3 separate regions of the Sus scrofa genome follow, and regions 2 and 3 are each linked to region 1. Evidence: chromatin contacts called from public Hi-C data. All regions are on one chromosome and are shown on one strand. The core of a region is the stretch at or near the end of the contact, and the rest is flanking DNA. Distances in the headings are between cores, read along the strand shown.

Region 1 (3,291 bases), core at 421-2,920:
CCACGTCTTTGACCTCTACTGCAGCTCACAGCAACACTGGGTCCTTTAACCCACTGAGCAAGGTCAGGGATCGAACCCGAATCCTCATGGATATTAATCTGATTCTTAACCTACTGAGCCACACGGGAACTCCTTTTTTTTTTTTTTTTTTAAATTTGATTTTTTTCTTCCTTAGCTTTCTCACTTTAAATGTTTTGCCAGTATGCCAGAGAACAGCTGAATAAGATGCAAACATTGGTGGGAAAGCTTGCAAATGGCCATTTGAACAGTGCTGAACAATCTCTGGGTATGTATAAGTGATGCTAGTTTTAAGGAGAATTTCGTAGTGTGTAACTTAAGTTAGCCTGAACATTTTTAACATACAGGAACCAATTTTAAGCCAAATTACAGTGAAGATGGATTAAATGTATCTATTTCTTGTGTCTGGCCCTAGACCTTCCAGGTCCAAAGAAGAGGCTCACCCCTCTACATGCTAGGTCCCTCCACTGCCAGTCTCTGAGTTCACTCAACGGGGCTCTGGTTTGCTGGTTCAGGGACATCATCTTAGGTCTCAGTATGTAGTGAGAAACCTAAGGGCCTGGCCAGATCTTAGTAGCCAATCTAGCCTGGGTAGGTGATGGAAGGATCCCAAATCTTGCAAAAATGTCCAGTTCAGATCAGATCCAGGTTGGGAAGATGCCCAGAGTTAGGCAGGATAGAAGAAAGGTGGAGGGACAGCAGAAAAGTGAGCAAGGATGGCCTCTGGTGGCCAGACCTCTGGATTGTCTCCTCTTTTAAACACACACATAATTTACATGTAGTTTACAAGAGGCTTCTCAGGAGAAGAGAGAGCCAGGCTGCCTTCACCCTTTCCTATATTACTAATGTGGAAACAGGGCCTCGGAGCAGTGTTATTTTTCCTGAGGTCATACAGCCAATCAAGGCAAGAACTGGGAATAGAACCCAGGCCTCTCCACTCCATGGATGTGATTCCGAGTTATTTGTGTTCTTTTATTTTTATTTTTTGTTCCTTAGGGCCGCATTTGCATCATATGGATGTTCCCAGGCTGGGGGGTTTAATAGGAGCTACAGCTGCCGGCCTACACCTCAGCCACAGACATAGGAAGCGAGCAGCATCTGGAGCCCATACCACAGCTCAGGGCAAAGCCAGATCCTTAACCCACTGAGCAAGGCCAGGGATCGACCCCACAACCCCATGCATGGTTCCTAGTCGGATTCGTTTCCACTGCGCCACGGGGGAACTCGATTTGTGTTCTTTTAAATCGACACTTGTTTTAAGCGCGTTCAGAGGAGTGAACCACTTAAAGAATTCCCAAAGAGTGAATAACTGGCTGTAAATGGGGTACTGAGAGAAAAGCCGGCCATCCGAGCGCTTTAAGAGGACACAGACACGGCGCTCTCTTGCGGCAGAGGGTTAAGGATCCTGCGTAGACACTGCAGCGGCTTGGGTCGCTGTTGTGGCCTTGTTCTATCCCTGGCCCAAAAACTTCCAAGTGCCAGGCGCCGCGCCCACGGGAAAAAAAAAAGAAAAAAAAAAAAAAGGACGCAGATACAATGAGCCAAGTACCTCCATCTCCGGGATCCTAAAAGGTTCTCTTTCGTTGGTTAATCAGGCCTTAGGGCATCTTGGGAAATGTAGTCCCACCTTCCTCCCGACAGGAGGATGCGGGAATCGAGGAACTGCATTTCCCAGAAGGCTGTGTTCGCCTTAGCCTTAACCGGACTACCCGTCGGCGGGGCGAACACTTCATCCTGGGCTTTTTAATTTCTCAGGGGGAATGAGCGACGGTGGACACAGGCCTTTAGCGACGCCGTCCGTAGGCTGCCTGGCTTGGTGGTGCTGGACGCGGAGACAGTGGACTCGGTCAACTCTCCTTCCGGTCCCGGGTGCAAAAAGCCGAGGCGCCCAGTCTCCTTTAATTGCGGTGGGCGGGGCGGGGCCAAGCGACCCGCGTTGCTATTGGCGGCGGTTGGGGGCGCGGAAACTGAACGCGCCTCAACGGCAGCCGCTGCTTCCTCCGGCGCCTTGGGCGCTCCCAGCCCCGCCATGGCATCGCCCTACCCGGTAAGTTCCTGCCAGCGGCTGCCGCCCGGGCCTTAGTCTCCCCACGAGGACAGTGGGCGCCTGGCCGGGCGCAGGGCTCCGTGCGGTCCTCTCCTGCCCTAGTTTACAGTCTGTGCAGGGTGCGATGGGTCGGGGCATCTAGCGAACGCCTCCTGCGAGCCAGGCCCTGTGCCGGTTGCCAGGGCTAACGAACCAGTCTCTATTCTTAGGATTTGTATCTCCGCGGAGGAGACATTAGTACTGCCCGACTGGGACGTCTGACCTGGGATCAGCGCCGGGCCTGTGTGGCTTCAGTCTTGTTTTCCTGAGCAGTGGGTAGCTGAATGGGGGCTTGTTGAGGGTGCACCCTGTTACGACGTGTGGGAACAGCAGGCCCCAGGATGCCCAGGACGGCCTAGGCCTGCGGTGTAACTTGAACCAGGATGCCCTCTCGGAGGCCAGAGGGGAGCACTCCGAAGCCCCTGTTTTTGAGAGGTTGTTTTGAACCTCAACCTGCTTGGTCCTCTGGCTTGGGTTGAGAGTCAAGGTGGCTGGATGGTGGCCTGTTGGCTTCCTTAGGAACCAGGCCTTTTGAACCCTAATTTGATGTTCTTTCCCCTACCCCAAAATATAAACCCCTTTGGGGGAGACGAGGAACCAGCAAGTTGCAGGAATGGAAGAGAGGGTGTTGGAAGATTTCATGGGTCCCCTGGTTAAGGGTGGATCTGAACTTGCCTCTAGAGATGGGCACTATGTTACCTTTGTTTTTCCAAGAAGCTCAGGTGGAGCAGTTACTGCTCTGTTCTGGGCCCACCTGTTGTGCTTTTCCCTCTCTTGTTGAAAGGATTCTGGCAGGTGTGTTGGGGTGGAGCTGGGCATGGGGCCATGGGAGCCTTTGTTCTGGTTACAGCTTTTTGGAGTGGCAGTGGCCTTGCTCTGGCTCAGGAGTAGGTTTGCTGGGCTCCCTGGTGCCTCCAAGATGTTTCTTTGAGGTTTCTGATTCTTTTTTTTTTGGTCTTTTTTAGGGCTGCCCCTGAGGCATATGGAGGTTCCCAGGCTAGGGGTCTAATTGGAGCTACAGCTACTAGCCAACCTACACCACAGCTCACGGCAACGCTGGATCCTTAACCCACTGAGAGAAGCCAGGGATTGAACCCACAACCTTATGGTTCCTAGTTGGGTTTCATTTCCGATGAGCCATGACAGAAACTCCTCTTTGAGGTTTCTTTTCTTTTTTTTTTTTTTTG
Region 2 (2,836 bases), core at 116-2,615, 170 kb after region 1:
CCTGAGCCAACCCTGGAAGGGCAGGGATGGGTAGGTCTGGGTGGGGGCTGCTGCAGCAACTCCATAAGTCTTATATCTGGATCTATACCCATGCATCCCACCTTGAGGCAACCTCATAAGTGCATGTGACTCTATGTTTAGAACAGGATGAAAAAGAAAAACAGACTCTGTAGTCAGACAGTCCTGGGTTCAAAGGTCCAGTTCATTACGCACAAGCTCAATGGCTTCTTCCTTCTGAGCCTCCATGTTTCCTCATGTGTAAAGTGGGAGTAACCTTAAGACTGCCCTCACAAAACATTATAGAGAGCCTGTGAGTGCTCAGCAGCAGGCAGGGGTAGCTGACATTGTCGCCACTGCTGTTTTCCCTACTCCTGTTTCAGCTTCTTTTACTTTTAATCTAAGGGCCTTTCAAGGGCATCTAACCACAACCCCTAAGGATGAGGAAGCTGAGGCACAGAGAAGGAAGGGCTCCTACCCAGGGCCCTGTTGTTCCCAGCCCATTCCCTGCTGCAGAGCTGATTGTTCCCCCACCAATCAGTGTGTGCAAGGGGCAGCTTTGCCGTCCCCTCTCACCAGGGTACCCTGGACCTCCCCTTGAGCCTCTTGTGTTCCCTCTCCCACTCTGTCCTGGCTCTGGGGTATGAAGGTGGGGATGGCAGAGAGAGCAGCACCAGGAGGCCACCAGGGCCAGCAGCTTACTTGCCTGGGTCCCACAGTTATCTCCCTTGTCCCATGGACACCCAGAGCCCCCACCCTCCCTTCCTTTGTGCAGAGAAACAGAGATCCTGCCTGGCTTAAGTCCTCCTAGGCCCTGACACAGCCTCCATCCTGCTCTCAGGGGTAATCACCACGTGGTCTCTCAGCCCTGTAAAAAGGGGGTGACAGGGACCCTTATCCTGCCTCTCCAGATAGAGAGAGCAGGTGGGGTTGGGAGAGGAGCCCTTGGTGTGCCCAGGAGTCAAATGCTTAATTTTGCCATTGCACCCAGTTTTCTGATGAGGAGCTGGGGCCGCTGTGTCACACTGCAGGGAAGGAGAGCCGGGACAAGGAGCCCAGATCTGCGCCCCCTGCTGTCACTGCTTGCACTTAACACCACTGAGCTGTGCGTGGGGGTCTCCTTCAAACACAAACACAGACTTCCTGCTGGAAGGAGCCCATGATTACCACCCAGCCAGGCTGGTCTCTGCCACCGTGAAAGGCCAGGGATCAGGACGAGCCGTCACCCCCAGCTCTGCTCCAGAAGCACTGACCTCTGGGAGAAGGCCTGGAGAGAAATGGGTGAGAAAGGGCCGGTTCCCTTTAACATCCCACACCCCCTCCCACCTTGCCAACACCCGCTTTCCTCCATCTCCTCTCAGGGAACCCCCTGTGGCTGCCGCTGCAACATTCCCTACAGGCTCCGCCCCCGCAGCCCCCAGGCCCCGCCTCCGCGCCAGTAATTCGAGCTATTTTTAGCCAAGCCGCATCCTCCAAGAGATTCAAGTCAAGGGGAAGCCACCCCCGCGCCTCCAGGAGCTGCTTGCAGAAAAAAGATCGATTAAAACCAGTGCTTCCAGGGTTCTTGCCAGAAAGGCAGCCAGCGCTGAAACAGGCGGAGCCAGGACCCTGGGCCTCTCACTCCCGGTGTCAGGGACGGGATGTTAGGAGTGGCCAGGGTCCCCCACATGCCCCTCACTGCCCCCACTTAGCAGCTGTTCTGAGTGCGCCTTCTCAGGGCACAGTCCCCGTCATCGCTGCCGGCAGTGAGGAGGCCTTCCCTGGAGCCATCTGCACTCTCCCATCCCCCACTCTGGGCACCGGGCCTTACCGGTGGACAGCTCTGGTGTTTCCAGAGGAGATACGGTGGCAGGGACGGAGGGACCCAGGTTTCACGTGCCTGGCCTTCCGGCTGGTTCAGTCCTTGTCCAGGGGGCTATCAGATGGGACAGAGACTGTGGGCCAGGTCCAGTAAGCACTTGGCATGGAAGGGTCCCTGGAGCCACACCACAACCTCTAGCGTAGTAGATGGTACCCTCATCCCCATCTCACAGGCCAGGTCACAGAGCCACAGGAGGACAGTCTGCTCAAGGTCACACAGCTGCTGAGTGTTAAGGTAGCATCTGGGTCACACCCTACAGCCTTCACCAGTGGACAATGACTGCCTGAGAATGTGACGACCAACTACTGAACAAGTGTTGGGGGGGACACAGGAAAGAAAGACTGACAGTGTTGTATTGGGGGGGTTGCTGTATTTGGACCCACCTGCTGTGGGTGCCACAGCACTCTCTCCCAGAGGCTTGCTCCTCAGGTGGCCCTCTTTTTCCCAAGGTGTCATCAGTGTGAGTCTCAGGCAGCATCCAAGTCCAGAAGAACTTCCAGGAGTGGCCTGGAAAGAGTGGGTGGAGAAAGACCTGGGTGATCCTGGCCTAGTCACTTTACCTTCCTGAGCCTCAATTTCCTCATCTGCAACATGGGATTAACAAAAGAAGCCACTCTACAATGGTAGTGAGGACCAGTGACAGCTGACTCAGAGCTCCTAGCTCTGGGCTCTAGCAGGATGCTCCCTCCCCCCCACACACACCCCCACCCCCTTGCCCTGGATTTAGGACCGCCCTCACTGCTGGGAGGTGAGGATGCTCACTGTGAGCCAGGCATCTGAGGCTTTGGGGCACAGTGACAGCCTGGGGAGGCCCTGATCAGCCTCCAGAACCTGAGAGCCATAGGGAGCAAATGCCAGCTTGTGCCCATTCGGCCCACTGTATCCTCCCACCTCTGCCTGACTTCCCATGGCCTGCCGTCAATCCCCAGCAGCATCCCTCCTCTCCCAGGAAGGCTTCATAGTTCCTCCTCCAAACTC
Region 3 (3,187 bases), core at 473-2,972, 190 kb after region 1:
GAATGTATATATATACATATATATATGTATAACTTTGCTGTACAGTAGAAATTGACAGAACATTGTAAATCAACTCTAATTTAAAAAATTCAAATAAAACCACAAACATAACTAGAGTCTAGGAAAGTTCTATGAAGGAAGCAAACAGAATGAGAGGACAAAGAGTAACTGGAGAGATGCAGCAGAGGGTCTCTATTTTTTAATTTTTATTTTTGTCTTTTTTGCCATTTCTTGGGCTTCTCCCGTGGCATATGGAGGTTCCCAGGTTAGAGGTCTAATCGGAGCTGTAGCCACCGGCCTACGCCAGAGCCACAGCGGAATCCGAACTGCATCTGTGACCTACACCACAGTTCACTGCAACGCCAGATCCTTAACCCACTGAGTAAGGCAAGGGATCGAACCCGAAACCTCATGGTTCCCAGTTGGATTTGTTAACCACTGAGCCATGATGGGAACTCTGAGGGTCTCTACTTTAGATAGGGCAGCCTAGAGAGGCCTCTCCAAGCAAGCACACCATCCAAAGAGCAAGGAGAAGGTGGTTCTGGAGGAACAGAAAGCAAGTACAAAGGCCCTGAAGTAGGAACAGGTATTTGTGCTAGGCAGCAAAGAAAGAGGTCCATGGGTTTGTAGAGAAGTGAATGATAAGGAGAACACTGCCAAGGTTAGAGGCGGTAAAGAATTTATTTCCAGTGCAAAGGGAAGCCTTTGCAGACTTTAAGTGACCAGATCTGATTTGTATCTTAAAAAGTACCCTCAGGGCCCCACTGCTCTGTGGAAAATGTATGGGTAAGAGGTGAAGAGGGCAATAGAGTTATTAGGAGGCAACGTTTACTCATCTTGGATGTCAACAGGCATATCACATTTAATGCATCTTAAAAGAAACATCTAGGAGGGGGTGGGAATGAAAAAATTAAAAAGAAAATAAACAGAAATATCTCCATCATTGGCGCCCTCAAAACAAAGCAACAAGACACCTGTCCCTCCCCCAGTCTCCCCTATTTCTGTAAACAGCACTATCATTCATCTACTTATTCCAGCCCAAAACTTAAGAGCTACACTGGCCTTCTTCCTCTTCCTCATCTTTTGCATCCCAAGCCCAGTCTAATCTCTTTCCTTATCCACTGCTAAATCCCCACTGCCTCCGCACCCGCGACTCCAGGGGCCATTACTGCCCTGTGATGTGTTGCACCAGACTCCCCACAACTCTCCCTCCTCTCCTCTGCTCCCTATAGTCCATTCTCCACGCAGTACCCTGAGTTGCTTCTTTTTTTTTTTTTTTTTTTTTTTTTTGGCTGCACCCACGGCATGCGGAAGTTCCCAGGCCAGGGCTCGAACCCACGCCACAGCAGGGACCTGGACCACAGCAGTGACAACGCCGGACCTTTACACCCTGAGCCACCAGAGAACTCCGCCAGAGGTGCTTTCTAAGAATACAAATCTCCTAGCACTCCCCTCCTAACATGTATTCCTCAGCGACTTTCTTTGCGTTCAGGACATTTAATGAGACCTGGGACCCAAGTCCAGAAAGAAAAGAAGGAAAAAGGAGAGGGGCGGGTAAAACCTGAAGGAGCGAGGCCAACCTCGAAGCACCGCCTTCGCATCAGACTTGTACCCTGCCGAGTTTAGGAACCTATTTTCACGGCGCCGGAGGAAGCTTTTTCAGTAGTACCTTCCTGCCGCGACGACCCTATTTCCCGTGCTGCACCGCGGCCTTCCTTTCTCTTCCGGCCCCAGGCGCTTCGGGATCGGCCGAACCGGGTGAGCGCTAGGCGCACGGTATCCAAAGCCATCCTTGATTCCCGGTTGGCGGCGGGGCGCGAGGCCTAGGGGAGGGCAGGGAGACTCTGCATGGCTGTGGGGAGCGGAGGCCGCGGGGCAGGGGTGGTGCTCGTGGATTCTTAAGGGGAGAATGAGAGGGAGAGAACTCGGATTTGGGAAAGCGCCACCTTTGGCGGCGCGGGAAGCGGGGGGCAGCGTTGGTTTCAGACACCATTACCTGAGTTGGGGGTCGGGGTGGCTCCTGGCGTTGCGTCGTGGAGAATGGATCGAGGCGGGTGGAGGCCGCAAATGCAAGCCATCTGTGCTGCAGCCGGATTCTAGCTTCTGGCCCCACGTTCTAGATCAGGGCGGCAGAGGTAGGCCCGGCCTAGCGACCCCCTGCTCTGATCTCGGCTCTCGTCCTTTAGGTGCAGACATGGCGAAGTCCAAGAACCACACCACGCATAATCAGTGTAAGTTCTCCTGGCCCAGCCTTCATCCAATGCTCCATATCCTGGCAAGGATTAGGGAGATCGGGCAGAGAAAGTGGGTACATTTCTACTGTGCGCTTGGGGTTGTAGGTTTGAAAGCTACTTGAGATGACTACAGTGCTTTGCATTCATTCATAAGGGTTTTTTTAAATAGATCTAAAGTAATAGGGAGTGAGAGTCTCCCAGGCTTGCCAGCTGGGGTAGTGGTCTTATTGGGGGAAATCTATTTTGTTGACCTAATGCTTTACTTCTCCACAGCCCGAAAATGGCACAGAAACGGCATCAAGAAACCCCGATCACAACGATATGAATCTCTTAAGGGGGTGAGTTTGTGCTCGGAATCACACAGAAGTGTGTCTCTTTGGCTCCATTTGCACAGTCAGGATCTTTCATGTAGCCTTTGCTGGCTTCAGCCCCTGCCTGAGTGCTATTATTATTAAGTGTCCTTCATCTTACTTGGCCTACCAAAGCCCACAATTTTTCTCTGCCTAGCCAGCTTTTGCCTGGACTTCATGCTCTGCCAGGCCCATAGTAAAGCTTTGCCTGACCTTTACTGGGCCAGGGTATAACCCCCTAGGCAAGTGTAACCTGCCTTCTGAGGGCAGGTTGTCTTATCTCCCTGGCTTAAGAGCTTTTCAAGGGAAGGGATGCCCTTGGCTGTGTGTACCCAGTACCTTGTAAGTTTTACGTTGCTCATTGACCAGCCATATGACCTTGATCTGATCCAGTGCTAGGTCAGTACAGTGCTTTGCAGTGTCCCTTCCCATGCTAGGGATTTCTCAGGATTAGCATAGAAGACTGAGGCTGTAGGGTGGGAGCAGAAAGATTGAGCCCTGGTCCTGGTTTGTTGTCTCCCCTGTACCCCTGGTCTCTGGTTCTGCCTTGTTTGCTGTGAATCTCTTCTATTAACTTTGGTGCTTAATACTTTTTGGGGGGGT

Evidence for each region. A called contact is a pair of places that touch in the nucleus more often than the background predicts.
Region 2: a Hi-C map of heart right ventricle shows a contact between it and region 1, with 2.3 times the contacts expected there. The contact joins the enhancer-like site here to the promoter of POC1A in region 1. A contact is called at or near these places in 24 of 47 Hi-C or Micro-C datasets (adipose tissue, alveolar macrophages, blood and 13 more) and 1 of 2 datasets of contacts at active chromatin or transcription factors (skeletal muscle).
Region 3: a Hi-C map of liver shows a contact between it and region 1, with 3 times the contacts expected there. The contact joins the promoter of RPL29 here to the promoter of POC1A in region 1. A contact is called at or near these places in 24 of 47 Hi-C or Micro-C datasets (adipose tissue, alveolar macrophages, blood and 13 more) and 2 of 2 datasets of contacts at active chromatin or transcription factors (alveolar macrophages and skeletal muscle).

The regions. Positions count from the first base shown.
Region 1 is chr13:34,306,475-34,309,765 of Sscrofa11.1, reverse strand. It overlaps POC1A (POC1 centriolar protein homolog A), which reads left to right and starts at 1,670. Exons shown (of 11, transcript XM_021068878.1): 1 at 1,670-2,065.
Region 2 is chr13:34,138,365-34,141,200 of Sscrofa11.1, reverse strand. No RefSeq gene overlaps it. Among named protein-coding and RNA genes, the nearest start is that of RPL29, 18 kb to the right of the region's middle. Within about 2 kb of position 1,365, at least 62 of the 83 cell types and tissues checked have an H3K27ac peak or open chromatin away from gene starts, as enhancers often do. A contact at or near this core is called in adipose tissue, alveolar macrophages, embryonic fibroblasts and 10 more, where this site is marked.
Region 3 is chr13:34,120,360-34,123,546 of Sscrofa11.1, reverse strand. It overlaps RPL29 (ribosomal protein L29), which reads left to right and starts at 1,722. Exons shown (of 4, transcript NM_213950.1): 1 at 1,722-1,758; 2 at 2,187-2,231; 3 at 2,508-2,572. The coding sequence starts at 2,195.